Linked DNA regions of Mus musculus: region 1 is linked to region 2. A link is a contact called in public HiChIP or PLAC-seq data. All regions are on one chromosome and are shown on one strand. The core of a region is the stretch at or near the end of the contact, and the rest is flanking DNA. Distances in the headings are between cores, read along the strand shown. Region 1 overlaps Surf6 (surfeit gene 6). Region 2 holds the start of Snhg7 (small nucleolar RNA host gene 7).

Region 1 (7,219 bases), core at 4,415-6,914, 250 kb before region 2:
TAGCACTCCTCTGGCTTTTGCTTTACTTCCTGCCTCTAGGTTCCTGTCCTGGTTCCCTTGGTGACGTAACCCTTCTCTCCCTCAAGCTGCTTTTGGTCATGTTGTTTTGTTTTATCACAGCAATAGAAACCCAAAGATAAGTCTGTGCTTTTGGAGGAAAGGAGGCAGGGCAGGGTGGCTCCTGGGATGCTGGCTAGGCTGAGGTTGTGAGTGGAGATAGGGCTACTTTTAACTAGGTGACAGGAATGGCCAGACATAGGTGCAGAGCCACCCTCCCGGGTCAGAGCTTGGGTGCAGGGGTGGGCTGGTAGGGCTGGGGTCATTTGTAATTACTAAAGGCTGAACAGAATTAAGAAGTGCTTGTTGTGTGTGGTGGCACACACCGTTAGTCCCATTACTCAGGAGGCATAGGCAGGTGGATCTCTTCAGTTTGAGGCCAGCCAGGGCTACGTAGAGACCTGTGTAAGAAAACAACAATAACAAAACACAGATCTAGATAGAAGTGTTGGCACATTGCTGTAATCCCAGCACTGGAGTAAGAGTCATTAAGCTTCCAGGTAACCTCATTGTACCTTGCTGATGTGTCACCTAACTTCCCTATTTTCTTCTGTATTAAAAGTTTGATGCTCGATTTGACAAATTACATTCAGATACCACACTCCCATGTGTTCGTATTTGTTTGTCATCTGTGCCAACTCCTTTCCACCTGTAACCGGTTTTGCCCGTTGATCGAGGACCCAGGTGAGGTCCTCCTGCGGCACCCAGGTCTACACTGTGCCTGTTTTCTCTGTCCCATAGCCTGGCCAAAAGGCCCTTTCTCAATCTCCTCTCCTCCTCTTTCTCCTGGGACCCAGAAAACCAGCCTCTATATCTTTGCCCAGTGATTGGCTTGTGCCATCTTTATTTACCCAATCAAATAATTAGGGAATCTCTCCCTACAACTATGCCTTCTTAAACCTGGAAATAATGCCCTCCCATAGTTACTCTTTTAAAAATATTTTGTTTTTATTTGTGTCTGTGTGTTGGTTAGCTTTTGTCAATTTGACACAAACTGGCATCATTTGGGAAGAGGGAAGCTTAATTGAGAAGATGTTACCAGATTGAGCTGCAGGCTCATCTGTAGGGCATTTTCTTGATTAATGATTGATGAGGTAGGCCCAGCCCACTAGGGATCTGGGTGGTGTAAGAAAGCAGGCTTATCCCAGAAGTGCAGGACAGTCATTACTGTTCACAGAAATGAGACCTGAGTTATCTCACTGGTCTTGGGCAGAGACAGAACATTAAGAACTTCATGGAAGTCATCGGAGATAACTACTAAAGTCTGGTTTCTGGAAACCTAAACACTTTAAGACTCCCGTATAGCAGGAAGTGTGGTGAACAGACACATGTGTTGCCTCTGCTGTGAGAGGGAAATCCAACAGGACTGACAGCTGTCTGGGTAGCATGGAGTCCCATGTGGGGAAGCTGCTTGTCCTAACGCTTCCAAACGCTGACACCATTGCATACACTAGCAAGATTTTGCTGAAAGGACCCAGATATAGCTGTCTATTGTGAGACTATGCCGGGGCCTAGCAAACACAGAAGTGGATGCTCACAGTCAGCTATTGGATGGATCACAGGGCTCCCAATGGAGGAGCTAGAGAAAGTACCCAAGGAGCTAAAGGGATCTGCAATCCTATAGGTGGAACAACAATATGAACTAACCAGTACCCCACTTCCCCCGGAGCTCGTGTCTCTAGCTGCATATGAGACAGAAGATGGCCTAGTTAGCCATCAGTGGAAAGAGAGGCCCATTGGTCGTGCAAACTTTATATGCCTCAGTACAGGGGAACAACAGAGACAAGAAGTGGGAGTGGGTGGGCGGGGAGCGTGTGGGGGACTTTTGGGATAGTATTGGAAATGTAAATGAAATAAATACCCAGTAAAAAAAGAACATTAGAAAAAAAAGACTTTAGATAGTGTAAAGTCTGCCAAAAATGTAGAATGGCACAATGGTCCCTTTGTTCTTTGTCCATTTCACTCCAAGGTGTGTGCTTTTGTTTACTCTGCAGTGGACTGACTGCCACAGTGTGCTGTGTGCCTTGAGTCACTTCAGTGGAGACTGCAATATGGAGAACCCAGAGGAGGCCTGAGTGAGATCCCAATGACATCTTCTGTGATTCTGCCTGGTTACTGGATTTTCTTCATCTTGTTACCACAAGAGGCATAAACTCCTCTTCCTTGTATAAGACTGTTTTTCTATCAAAGGTAGTTAACAAAGGCCCATATTGACTTAACTGCCCCAAGCCCCTTCTCACCACTTAGACTTGTGAGATTATGAAGTCATTCCTTCACCAATGGGAAGAGACACAGTCACCTGTACTCAGGATAAGAGACAAAGGCTGTCTTAGTTATTGCTGTGGCAAAACAGTATGTTCAAGGCAATTTACAGAGGAATGTCAGAAAGTTCATGACCATTATGTATACCATAGCAGCAGGCAGGCAGGCAGGCATGGTGCTGGGGCAGTATTGAGAACTCACATTTGACCTACAAGAAGGTGGCAGAGAAAGAGACAGACTGAGAATGACATGGGCCTTTGAAACCTCAGTCCACTCCCAAAGACACACCTCCTCCAACAAGGACACACCTCCTAATCCTCCCCAGATAGTTCCTCAATCCTGGAAACAAAGTATCCCACCTTATGAGAATGTGGGGGCCATTCTTCTTCAAACCACCTCAGAGGCCATTTTGACCATGCATGCTTGCTGGCTGGGTTTGGGTTCCATCACTGACTTTTAACAAAAGAAATTGCTTTGCTGAGTCACTTTAACATTGTTTGTGCTCCTTTATTAATACTTCAAACTCATCCTTTCTGCAAACTTGAGTTGAGGCCACAGACCCCCCCCCCCCCCCCCGTTCCTTTACAGTTACAAATTTGGTGATGCCAAGAGTCCTGAAGGCGCTGTTTGACAAAGTTCCGGTGCTTGGACAATCTGGACTGACCTTTCGCTGCACACCCTTTGCTGCACTTAGGCTTTTTACTGTTAAAGGCCTCTCTCCAAAAGCTAGAGCTGGGATAATAAAAAGCTAGTGTAAACATGAATGAAATTAATGAAAGTTCCCTGGAAAAAACAGTTATGCAGAAAATTGAGTCTTTCCTAAGAACTTATCATTTAAATAAATATTCAGATTACTAATGAGTGTTGTTAGTGGGCATGAGGAAGAGGATTTGAGAGGAGTTATTAGATAAGAAAAACTTACGGAAATTTTAGAAACTGAAAAGCTGTAATTGAATGGCTAGGTTTTTAATGTTCAACTTTAGAAACAAGGAACTTGTATGTTCAGGAAGAGATTTTGATATTGCAAGTGGATGACAAGCCTTGGTGCCTTCAGAAAGGTACCAGTAAGCAGTTTTAGGAACCCTGGTGTACTTCTGTTCCCTACAGAATTGTAATAAAGATAGGAATCATATTGAGACAAGGCTTCAATTCAAGACAGAGACCCAGAGACCCAGCGGAAGGCATCCTGGCTCAGTGAGCTGCCTGCCTTCTTGAACAGATTTGTCAGACCACAACTTTGCTGATAGACTGCCCTTGCTTAAGCAAAGAGGCTGGACAATGTTTTAAGAATGCAAGATGGATGGTGGTCTTATGCTAAATATCAAAGAAATAGGAGGGAAAGGAAGAGTTTTTTGGTTTTTTGTTTGTTTGTTTTTGGAGACGGGGTTTCTCTGTGTAGCCCTGGGTGTCCTGGAACTCACTCTGTAGACCAGGCTGGCCTCGAACTCAGAAATCTGCCTGCCTCTGCTTCCCGAGTGCTGGAATTAAAGGCGTGCGCCACCACTGCCCAGCTTAGGAAGAGTTAAAGAAGGGTTACAGGTTGAACTTCTATGGAAAGTTAAGTTTGATATAGTAGGGAGTAGTAACTTTTGATCTATTAACCATATGCTGAACTGAAACAAAATGCTAGTCATCCTGTCTAGCATTTCTGTGACTGCAAGGCTTGTGACACGAATCCCACGGAAGAAGACACTGAGTTTAAAGAAAATTGACTTTTTTATAATGTTAATTTTTAGTTCTTATAAAATTGCTGTTTGCTTGCTTTGTTCTTCTTTCAATTTTCTTATGTAATCATAGAAGACTTTAGAAGATGTATTTTAAAAGCAGTGTGGTCTCATGAAGCGATGGACGTCCCGTGTCTGATCCTTTCTTCCCTTTGCCAGTATCACATCCATCCTTCTCCAGACCCCGCCCTCAGCTGAGACTGGTCCCAGTGCTGATTCCCTCTGTTACACACTTCTGCACCATGTTGCAGTCTCCCACTGCTTTCTGCACTGTCAATTGTGGGCCTCAGACCATTTGCTGTAGCTCCACTTGACTGTGCTCATGTGCTATATCTGTGCTATCCTAACTCTCAAACCTTTTTCTTTTTTGATTTTTCCACACCTGGTTTCTCTGTTTATCCCTGGCCAGCCTGGAACTCTCTCTGAAGGTCAGGCCGGCCTCAAACTAACAGCGCTCTCTAGGCCTAAATTTTTTGCAACCTACTTTTTTTTTTTTTTCTGAGACAGGGTTTTTCTGTGTAGCCCTGACTGTCCTGGATCTCACATTGTAGACCAGGCTGGCCTCGAACTCAGAAATTCACCTGCCTCTGTCTCCCAAGTGCTAGGATTAAAGGTGTGCTCCACCTCTGCCCTGGGCAACCTACTTTTAATAAAGATTTAATCTCTCCTCTTGCCCACTACCCAGCTGAGGTAGTGGAAGAGAAAAGTTATTAGGATATGTGGAAAGTGGACCTCTTAGCTCTTGAGAGCCGACCTGCGGCTCACATGGACTGGGGTTACTCCTGGGAGGCAAACTGGGGCTGAAAAGACATAAACTAGACGGTCGAGAGAAAAATGGAAGCCAAGACAAGGTTCCTGATCAAAGCTCAAATGTTTAATAGCTAACTGTGCTTATAAAGGGGGCGGGGGGGGGGGGGAGGCCCATCCCACTGCTAATCCATTCTTGGTGCCTGGAACCAGCTGCTGGATAGGGTGTAGTCTCTGGAATATCTCAGGGGCCTCTCAGCAGGTAGCAGTGTCTTGGAGAGAGCAGTGGCAGTGGCTGAATAATAGAGCAATCTAGGCAGGAAGGCTCCACCCCAGGTGGTCTAATTTTCAGTGGCAGCAAGGTCAAAGTCTGGATCAGCCTGCTTCGAGGCTGGGGGAGGCTACAATTTCCCCCCTGTTTATAATATTAAAAATAGCTGGACTGAGGCATAAAATGTATTTATGCTCTATATTCCTGCTTTGGAGTTATGGTGGCTGGCGGCCGTGCCTGACTTAGGAAATCTTAGATCTTCCCAAACCATTCAATTCCGTCATAGATGGTACGTGCAGCTTTTTTGTGTTTATTTTACCCAAAGCATGGCTCTGTGGTGTATTATTAACAACCACGGCCTCTTGGCATGCATCTCTGTCTTAGATTGATATGATTCCGAGATCTGGGTGCCCGTCTTTGACTGTCCAGCCCTTATTTTTCCTGCACACCTTATTCCCAATTCAGACCAAAGCCACAATATGTACTTAAAATGCTTCTTCATATAGATTAATAACTGCCACCTGCGCTGTTGGAGGCGAGGCTGCACAACCTGCTACAGTCAGGCTGAAGTGTTGACTAACCTGCTTGAAAAACAATAGGAGACAGTGAAAAGCAACAGTACAAAAGCTTCTTTGGGGAAGTCCAGGTACTCCATTCAATTGCAAATTAGCAATGACCAAGCTTAGACTTTGAGCTCCTGGTGTGGGGGAGGTGGCTTTGAGAATCACAGAAAGGCTGTAACTTTTCTGGGAGAGGAGGCTGTGCTCCAAATTAACTTTTCAGTTAAAGAGGATTTTTAGCCATAATCAAGGTCAGAGTCATAATTACTGGAAGATTCAGGATCTGTGTCCAGTTGATGAACTAATATTTCAGGCAGCCATCGTGCTCCGTCTTCTTTTTGTGAAAAAACACAGACTGAGCCCCTTCCCCATATTAGGACCAGGTCTGGACCATTCCATTCATTAGTTAATGGGTCCCACCACTTTACCATGGCTTAAGAACTAGAAGTAAATGGATGCCAGTGGCGATCAGCTGCAGACTGACCTTTAACATCAGTTTGCAAAAAATTTTGAACAAATAAAGCAAAAGCAAGATGTGCCTTTGGTGACCTTGGTGGATATAACTGCCCCTGTTTTGTTTTAAAAGCCAATTTTTTAAAGTGCGAAGAACATGTTCAACTATTCCTTGTCCAATGGGGTTATAAGGAATTCCAGTTTTATGTTTGATACCAAATTTCTTACAAAATGAAGTAAAAATTTTGCTAGAATAGGATGGCCCATTATCTGTCTTAATAAGTTTAGGCAATCCCATATCATTAAAGGCTTGTGGGCAATAATCAATTACATTTTTAGAGGCCTCTCCAGTATGTAGAGAAGCAAAAAGAAATCCTGAACAAGTGTCAATACAAACATGTATATATTTTAATTTTCCAAATTCTGCATAATGAGTTACATCCATTTGCCAAATAGGATTAGACATAAGACCTCGTGGATTTACTCCTAAATGTGGCACTGGAGATAATGTAATACATTTAGGACATTGTTTTACAATCATTCTTGCCTGTTCTTTAGTGATCTTATGTCGGAGCCTTAAGGTATGGCTAGAGAGATGACATTTTTCATGATCACGTTTGGCCAAAGCAACAGTATCTGAAATTAAGGCCTCTCCTATTAGAGCTCTGTCGATTCAATCATTGCCTTCAGCTAAAGGTCCAGGAAGACCAGAATGAGATTGTATGTGGCCAATATAGAATGGATGTTTTCAGGCAAGAATGATGTTTTGCAATTGTGAAAACAGGGATCCTGCTGGCATATTAAGGTTAAACGTACCACAAGTCTCCAATAAGGGTACCGATTGTGCAACATATAAACTATCAGTAAAAATATTAAAAACCTCATTTACAGACTGAAAGACATTCAATACTGCTGTTAATTCTGCTAATTGAGCCGAGAGGCCAGGACTCTTTATGATTACCTGTTGATTATTAAGATATCCAGCTTGCCCTTTAGAGGAGCCATCAGTAAACACCAGAAGAACATTGTGTAAGGGTTGTAAAGAGGTCATATTAGGAAATATCACCACATGTACTTTTAAAATTTTTACCAACCTATCTTGAGGGTAGTGGTTGTTTATAGTTCCTTTAAACCCTATTTGAGCA
Region 2 (6,931 bases), core at 1,186-3,685:
AAGCACACACACACACACACACACACACACACACACACTGAGAGAAAGGAAGGAAGGAAGGAAGGAAGGAAGGAAGGAAGGAAGGAAGGAAGGAAGGAAGGAAGGCAGGCTATTCTTGGGAGTCCAGCTAGAGCCAGGACAGCGTCCATCTAGCAAGCCTCCCCTGTCCCCCAGCAGCCTCTTAGTCTCTAAGTGCACACAGTGAGAAGAAAGACATGACCATGGCCTGGAACACCTGCTCAAGCCCCACTCCCACCTGAGAAGATCCCACCAAGCACGTAAGAGAGGTATTTTTTTCAACATCACCTGTGGCTTCCATCTGCAGGCCTGAGACACACCCAGTCCAAGGTCTGAGCTTGGAAGCCAGTTGCTACCCTCAGTCCTCCCTCCCCAGGGCCATCACCTCCTCAGGACTGGCAGGAGTCAGAGGAGGCATCGTGGCTCGAACCACAGAGAGCAGGCCCAGCCCTGCAGTGAGTGTGAAAAGATGCATGGCCTCAGCTCAGCTCTGTGCTTCTAGCCTAGCAGCTCCTTGTGCTGCTGCTGCTGCCGCCACTGCTGCCACTGCTGCCACTGCCGCTGCCTCTGCCAGTGCCGGTGCCAGTGCTGCTGCTGCTGCCACTGCTGCCACTGCCGCAGCTGCTACCTCTGCTGAAGCTGCTACCTCTGCTGCTGCTCCAACTTTCTGACATGCAGAATTGCTCTGGAAGCAGAATCCTGCCTTCCACTATCCACACCAAAATCATTGTCCACACCCCTCTGTCCAGGAGATTGCAGTTTTGTTTGGATCAATGTGAATAGAGGAGCTAATTTGTGCAATTAACCTCATGACTGCCTCTGGCACTCGTTCTCGCTCTCTGCTTCCTGACTGTAGGGTCTGTGTGGTCAGCTGCCTCCTAGCCCTACTGCCATGCCTGCTGCCTCATGACGGTACTGTATTCCCTTGAACTATAAGCCAAATATTTCTTCCTTCTTTAAGTTGCTTTGGTCAGGGATCGGGACTGTTCATCTCAATTTGCAATTTGATAAGATCTAAAATCACCCATGAGGTGAACCTCTGGGTGTACGGGAGGGCTTATCTTGATTAGGTTAATTGAGATGGAAAGACCAACTCCTTCTGTGTGGCACCATTCTCTGGCCTAGCTCGGATCCTGGAGTATAGAAGGGGTTATCTGAGGACCAGCATTCATCACTCTCTAATCCTTGACCTGCCATGTGGGCCAGTTGCTTCAAGCCTACTGCTGTTACTTCCCTGTCATGCTAAACTGCAACCTCAAACTGCAGCCCAAACACTTTCTGCTTAACCTGCTTCTGTCTTGGTATTTTATCACAGCTACAGAAAAGGAAATTAAGACAGATCACTAAGACAAAAAGTGACTGGTAACAAGTCGTGAGGCTAAGATAAGAGCCCGCTCCTTAGTGAACCAGGTTTGATTTCTAGCATCCACATGACGACTCAAAACCATCTGTAACTCCAGTTTCAAGGCTTTGGGCCACGCATAACAGTTCACCCCTCAAAATCTAGTTGTTAGAAGTTAGGGGCAGGAGGATCAGAAGTTCAACTTATCTTCAACTACATAGCAAGTTTGAAGCCTAGGCTATATGAGACATCGTATCAAAAAACAGGAAGGAGGAAGGGAGAGAGGGAGGTGGGAAGGCAGACAGGCAGGCAATATAAGGGTTCAAGAACTTGGGACTATTAACAAGTGTGGCTGGGCTGGCCCACCAGTAAAAGAAGAGTGCTCAATGGTGTGTCCCCAGGCCCACAATTCACCCCATCACCTGGGAGCCCTCATCAGTTTCAGGACTTAAAAGACAAATCTGTACTTGTGCGGGACACAACACAGCAAGTAGTCAGAGTGTATTATTTGTCTTCCAGCACTGTCCTGAAGCAGAGGACAGCCAACCTTCTAAAAGCTGCTGTGTGCCTCAGATCCACAGACAACCCCACAGGCGGGGCTAGTTAGAAACATCTGGAATCCATGAACTCCCTGGAGCTCCCTCCTGACTCATCCCCAAAGCGTCCTTGTAAAAGAGGAAACAACTGGTCACCTCCTTGCCTCCTAAATTCTGGTTCGTCAGAGCTGGCCTTTCCTCTTTGCGTGGAAGCTTTAGTATCACTAAGAACAGGGAGAGCAAGGCTGCCCCCACCAAAAACGAGGAGTTTCGTAAGAAGGCGCAGGACTTCATGGGTCGTTTGAAAAGTCCTGTGAGCTTGGTAACACTCGAAATAAGTCTCTGAGTTCTGCTTGGAAAGGCAGGATCTAGGATCAAGCAGTACAGAGTCCCATGAGCCTCTAACCGACTGGGCTATGAGAAGCGCCGGCGAGGAGCGAAGGAGCCACTAGAGGGCGCGGCACTCGGAGGACAGTGAAAGTCCCTCGCGGGCTGCCGTAGTCAGTACTATAAAGGACGTGGCGTGGAGATGCTCGGCCTCTCGGCAGCCATGGCGGCTCTATGTTTGTATCGCCATTGTTACCGTTGGGACGCCGCGGATGACCCTATATACCCTTGGCCGGCTACCGGGAAGACTGCGTCTCCTGACGATCGTAACGAAGATGTACCGTGCTTTCCTTCTGAGAGTTTAGTCGCCCTAATATGTGCAGCAGGCTAACCGCGTGGTAAGGGGAAGGGCGTTCACGATGTGCCCGAGGGCCGGGTGGACTGCCCCCAGAAGTCCCGAGAAGGAAAGCCGAGGCTCCTGTCTGGACTAGTACAACGCAGAAGCCCCTGGTTGGGGCTCCAGACCGGTCTCCCTTTCGTAGGGCTAAGGAGCACCAGGGAAAGACTCTGTCTATATTTGCTGCATGCTGAATACCAACTTGAGATAACTCAGATGTGAGACAGTACTCTGTCTAGTGTAATGCCGCTGAGTTGGAGAGAAAGAAAAAGGGGTTTTATTTGTAAAAAGCCTAGCCGGGCGTGGTGGCGCACGCCTTTAATCCCAGCACTCGGGAGGCAGAGACAGGCGGATTTCTGAGTTCGAGGCCAGCCTGGTCTACAAAGTGAGTTCCAGGACAGCCAAGGCTATACAGAGAAACCCTGTCTCGAAAAACCAAACCAAAAAAAAAAAAAAAAAAAAAAGCCTTAGCAAGGACAAGCCATGTGGACCCATTGGAATAGGAATAAAATACAAGTCTAGTGCAGTCCCCCAAAGTGATCCTGATAGGGTGTGTGCAGAATGCTTTCTTCCTTTCCTTTCCCTAGGAAGCTTGCCTGCCAGAAAGAAAGCGCCTGTTGGGCTATTAGGTGAGTTGGGCTATTAGGTGAGTTGGGCTATTAGGTGAGTTGACTCAAAGTTACTAAGATTCGCATTAACAGTCACGGTGTGGCACCCAGCACTTGCTTCATCGACACCCTGCTCCTAGAGGCGTTGCAGGTGTGGCTGCTGTGTCACATGTGCGTCAGTAGGTGGCAGAGAGAAAAGAGGCTATGTCTACGCTCAGTGTTCTGCCCTGTGAACGTCTGAATGATTTGTAGCCTGACAACACTCCTGAAAGCTGGAGGTGGGATTGTCCCTCCTAGTTTTTGACTGGCTTAGGTCATTTGATGGCTCTGCATAAACCAAATAGAGGGGCTGGTGTGTAAAGAGGAAGTTTACAGAGAAATTGATCTGTTGGAAATCATGAAACCAGGTCCTGGGACACAGCGTTGTGGCACATGTTTCTCTTATCCACCAGCTTGGGTCAAGAGACTGTCTCAAAAACAACAGTGGGTGGAAGCAAGGATGTATCTGTCTTAGTCAGGGGTTTTATTGCTATGAAACACCATTACCAAAGAGCAAGTTGGGGAGGAAAGGGGTTATTCCGCACACACTTACACTGCTGCTTGTTGCCAAAGGAAGTCAAGGCGGAGACCATGAAAGGGTGCTGAGTGCTCCGCCTGTACCTGCATGCCATAGGAGGCCATCAGAGCCTGTTCTAGATGGTGGGGAGCTGGGAATTGAACTCAGCCGTCAGTGCTCTTAACCACCGAGCCAGACTCCAACCCCAACCAAGAGGTTGGGTTTCTCTATGGCCTGGGATTAAAGGTGTGTTCCACCACCAGCCCAGAGATGGCACCATTCACAATGGGCTAGGCCTTCCCCACTGTTCACTAATTGAGAAAATGCCTAACAGTTGGATCTCATGGGGGCATTTCCTAATGACTAACTTGTATCAAGTTGGCACAAAACCAGCCATTACAACCTCAAAGCCTCTCTTTGGGGAGATGAGTGGAGCTTATTACCTAATGCTCCAGCTACCTTGATGTGAGATGGCTTTTCAAACTGGGTATCTACTGGTTGCTAGCTGGTACGGGCTGGAGTGGAGCTCAGTGGTGCTCACTTGGCTGCACACAGGCCTGAGTCTCCATCCCTAGCACCATGGGCAAGTGAAACTGATAAGGGGAAAAGACGAAGTGCCTGATGGTAGGTCCATGCAGCACCGAGATTTCAGAATGAGGAAGCATGGTGGAGCATACAGCTAACAGTGACAGGGGGTGTCATAAAGCATAAGGGTAAAGGGACTACTGCTTCGGGCCTCCAGAGGTCTGGGGGTGCGACACTTGTGGAAGGTCTACATTGATTGTTTTCTTTGGTACAGGAAAGTTGGTGACTAAAGTCTGCTTATGCCAAATGCCCAGCAATGTCCAGTTGAGGTAAGAGGTAGGCTGGAGCATGCTCAGATGGGATGTGAGTGGCTGCCCTAAAGATGCTGTCCTAGATCAGCACCACAGGCATGGCACAGCTGCTCAGCTGAGCCTGTGACATTGGGGCAAAGAGCAAGTGGCTGTTTCTACGCTCAGTGCTCAGAAGCCCGTGAGCACTAAGAATGGTTTGTAGCCTGACATTTTGCAGAGCCGTGGTGGGAAGGCACTGGGTTTTGCTTTGATGCTGTTGGCCAGACCCCAGTGTCAAACCTCTAGGGCTCACCAAAGGGTTGCATGGTCAGCATTTTAGGGAGATAGAACTTTGGAAGTGGAGGGAGATAGAAATTAAGTTTTCTAGGAGACATCCTGAGGGACTGGAAAAATACAAGAAACTCTCCATTCCTTTCATCTTCCAGATCCAGGAGCCAGGAAGAAGGGGGGCTACTTGGCCAACATGGCTGATCACGTGCCTGAGGTATGCCCTCTGACCTCACCAGGGTAACACAGAACCATCCATACAGGCCTTGGGCAGCTGGAAATTTACACTGGTAGCTCTCCCATGTCCTAAGTTAGGAACTGGATTTGGATTGGCTTGGGTTTGACTCTTATTTCCAAGACTGGTGAGGTAAACACTGGATGGAGGACCCTCTAAGGCTCAACCTCTCTATCTAATTGTATATGGCCTTAAGAGAGATAATTGAGTTGGGTGGTGATAACTGGTCACTTGAGTTCAAGGCCAGCCTGGTCTACAAAGCAAGTTCCAGGACAGCCAGGACTGGTACACAAAGAAACCCTGTCTTGAAAAACTAAAAAAAAAAAGGAGAGGGGAAAAAAGGCTGGATGCTGTGACACAAATAAACTTGTCAGTTCTTGAGGCTGGAATCTTTCTTTGCTGTCAGCACTCTCCCACCTTAGGCTAAATAGCCTACTGAGTTTCTTCTCATCTCCCCTGGAAAATAAAACATGCCAGACTAAGGTTTAAAGGGAGCTAAGCTTTCTGTATACTGTGGGCAAACATTTTCCCTAAGCTAAGCTTAGAAGGCTGGTCTGTGGGGGCGCCAGGTAAGGCACGAAGACAACACAATAGAAATGCTGGTCTGCTCAAGTGTCTGAAGCCCAGACTGGGGCTGCCACTGTGTGCCATCCAGGATATTGCTCAGTGGATCGAGCATGCTGCTGAGAGATGCACAAGAGTCCGTCCACAGGTTTAATCCCTGGGACAGTGTAGAATTTCTTATTTTAAAATGTATATATTATATGTAAATACGCTGTAGCTGTCTTCAGGCACTCCAGAAGAGGGAGTCAGATCTCATTACTGATGGTTGTGAGCCACCATTTTGTTGCTGGGATTTGAACTCAGGGCCTTCGGAAGAGCAAGCAGTCACTGCTCTTAACCTGCCCCCCCCCCCCCCAGTGCAGAATTTCTAAGAAACAAAGATTGACATTTAAGCCCATGACTTACTGTTTTGTGCTCAGTTGATGCCCAGACAAGAGCTTTAAAATCACACCCTTCCTGGCAGCTGTTCCATACCAAAGGATCCACATACCCGGGTGTCACATAAAAGCCATTTATTTACATATTCGGAGGATTGGGCCCAGTGGGCCAGCCTCTGATAGGGGCCCCTGGCTCCTCTGCTGAGTTGTTGGAGTGAGTGAGGAGGGGCAACCTGTGAGCTGTAGTGCCTGGAGCCTGCAGCCCTAGGAGTAGTTGGTGTTGGAGATCTCCCTCCAGAGTAAGGTCTTAAGGTGGCTAAGCACCAGTGAATGGTGAGCCTCAATCTGGCTGGCCAGTCCACTCAGCGTGGTGCAGGTGCGCAGCTGTTTGCCCAGCTCCTCGTAGAGGCCTGCAGGAGCTCCAGGCAGCAGATAGTCCCTTAGCAGCTCGCACACCTTGGCCAGGTTGGGCTGGATGAGGTCACCCTTGCACTGCCTCATGAGCCTGTCACATGGGGCCCTGCAATCTCGCCCATAGATGCAGTCAGAGCTTTGCTCACAGTGGCGACCCTGAAGGAAGCGACGCACGGTAGCCTCTGGTGCCACCTGCTGCAGGTCAGCCATCTTGAAGTCGTAGGTAGCTGTGTACCCCACATTGGCAAGTGTAGTCTCACACATGTAGAAGGTACCATAGGAACCATGGAAGAGCTCCTCCACAAATTCCAGCAGACCAATGGCGATCTTTGCACGCCAGGGCCATGCAGGTCCAAACCACTGCTGGAGAGCCCTGTGCAGCACAGATGGTAGAAGTGGGCGCAAGGCAGGCAGCAACACTGCCCCATGCCAGGAACCATGAGGGATGCCCTCA

The links. HiChIP or PLAC-seq counts read pairs in DNA pulled down with a chosen protein or histone mark.
Region 1: a contact with region 2 is called in an H3K27ac HiChIP or PLAC-seq map of embryonic stem cells, with 5 times the contacts expected there. The contact joins the enhancer-like site here to the promoter of Snhg7 in region 2. A contact is called at or near these places in 6 of 39 promoter capture datasets (the C10 cell line, the HPC-7 cell line, cranial neural crest and 3 more), 4 of 15 datasets of contacts at CTCF or cohesin (CD8 T cells, hippocampal excitatory neurons, large pre-B cells and 1 more), 81 of 484 Hi-C or Micro-C datasets (the 63-12 cell line, the AtT-20 cell line, B cells and 58 more), 28 of 115 datasets of contacts at active chromatin or transcription factors (the 230-238 cell line, CD8 T cells, the HPC-7 cell line and 17 more) and 3 of 9 other capture datasets (adipose tissue, embryonic stem cells and liver).

Annotation. Positions count from the first base shown.
Region 1 is chr2:26,884,211-26,891,429 of GRCm38.p6, reverse strand. It overlaps Surf6 (surfeit gene 6), which reads left to right. Exons shown (of 5, transcript NM_009298.4): 5 at 1-1,012. Among named protein-coding and RNA genes, the nearest start is that of Surf6, 15 kb to the left of the region's middle. Within about 2 kb of position 5,664, at least 3 of the 459 cell types and tissues checked have an H3K27ac peak or open chromatin away from gene starts, as enhancers often do. A contact at or near this core is called in embryonic stem cells, where this site is marked.
Region 2 is chr2:26,635,748-26,642,678 of GRCm38.p6, reverse strand. It overlaps Snhg7 (small nucleolar RNA host gene 7), which reads left to right and starts at 2,435. Exons shown (of 4, transcript NR_024068.2): 1 at 2,435-2,621; 2 at 3,208-3,249; 3 at 4,584-4,638; 4 at 5,046-5,503. Snora17 (small nucleolar RNA, H/ACA box 17) reads left to right here and starts at 3,358; the gene lies at 3,358-3,489. It overlaps Dipk1b (divergent protein kinase domain 1B), which reads right to left. Exons shown (of 5, transcript NM_019833.3): 5 at 6,182-6,931. The coding sequence ends at 6,328. Snora43 (small nucleolar RNA, H/ACA box 43) reads left to right here and starts at 4,694; the gene lies at 4,694-4,832. It also overlaps Snhg7os.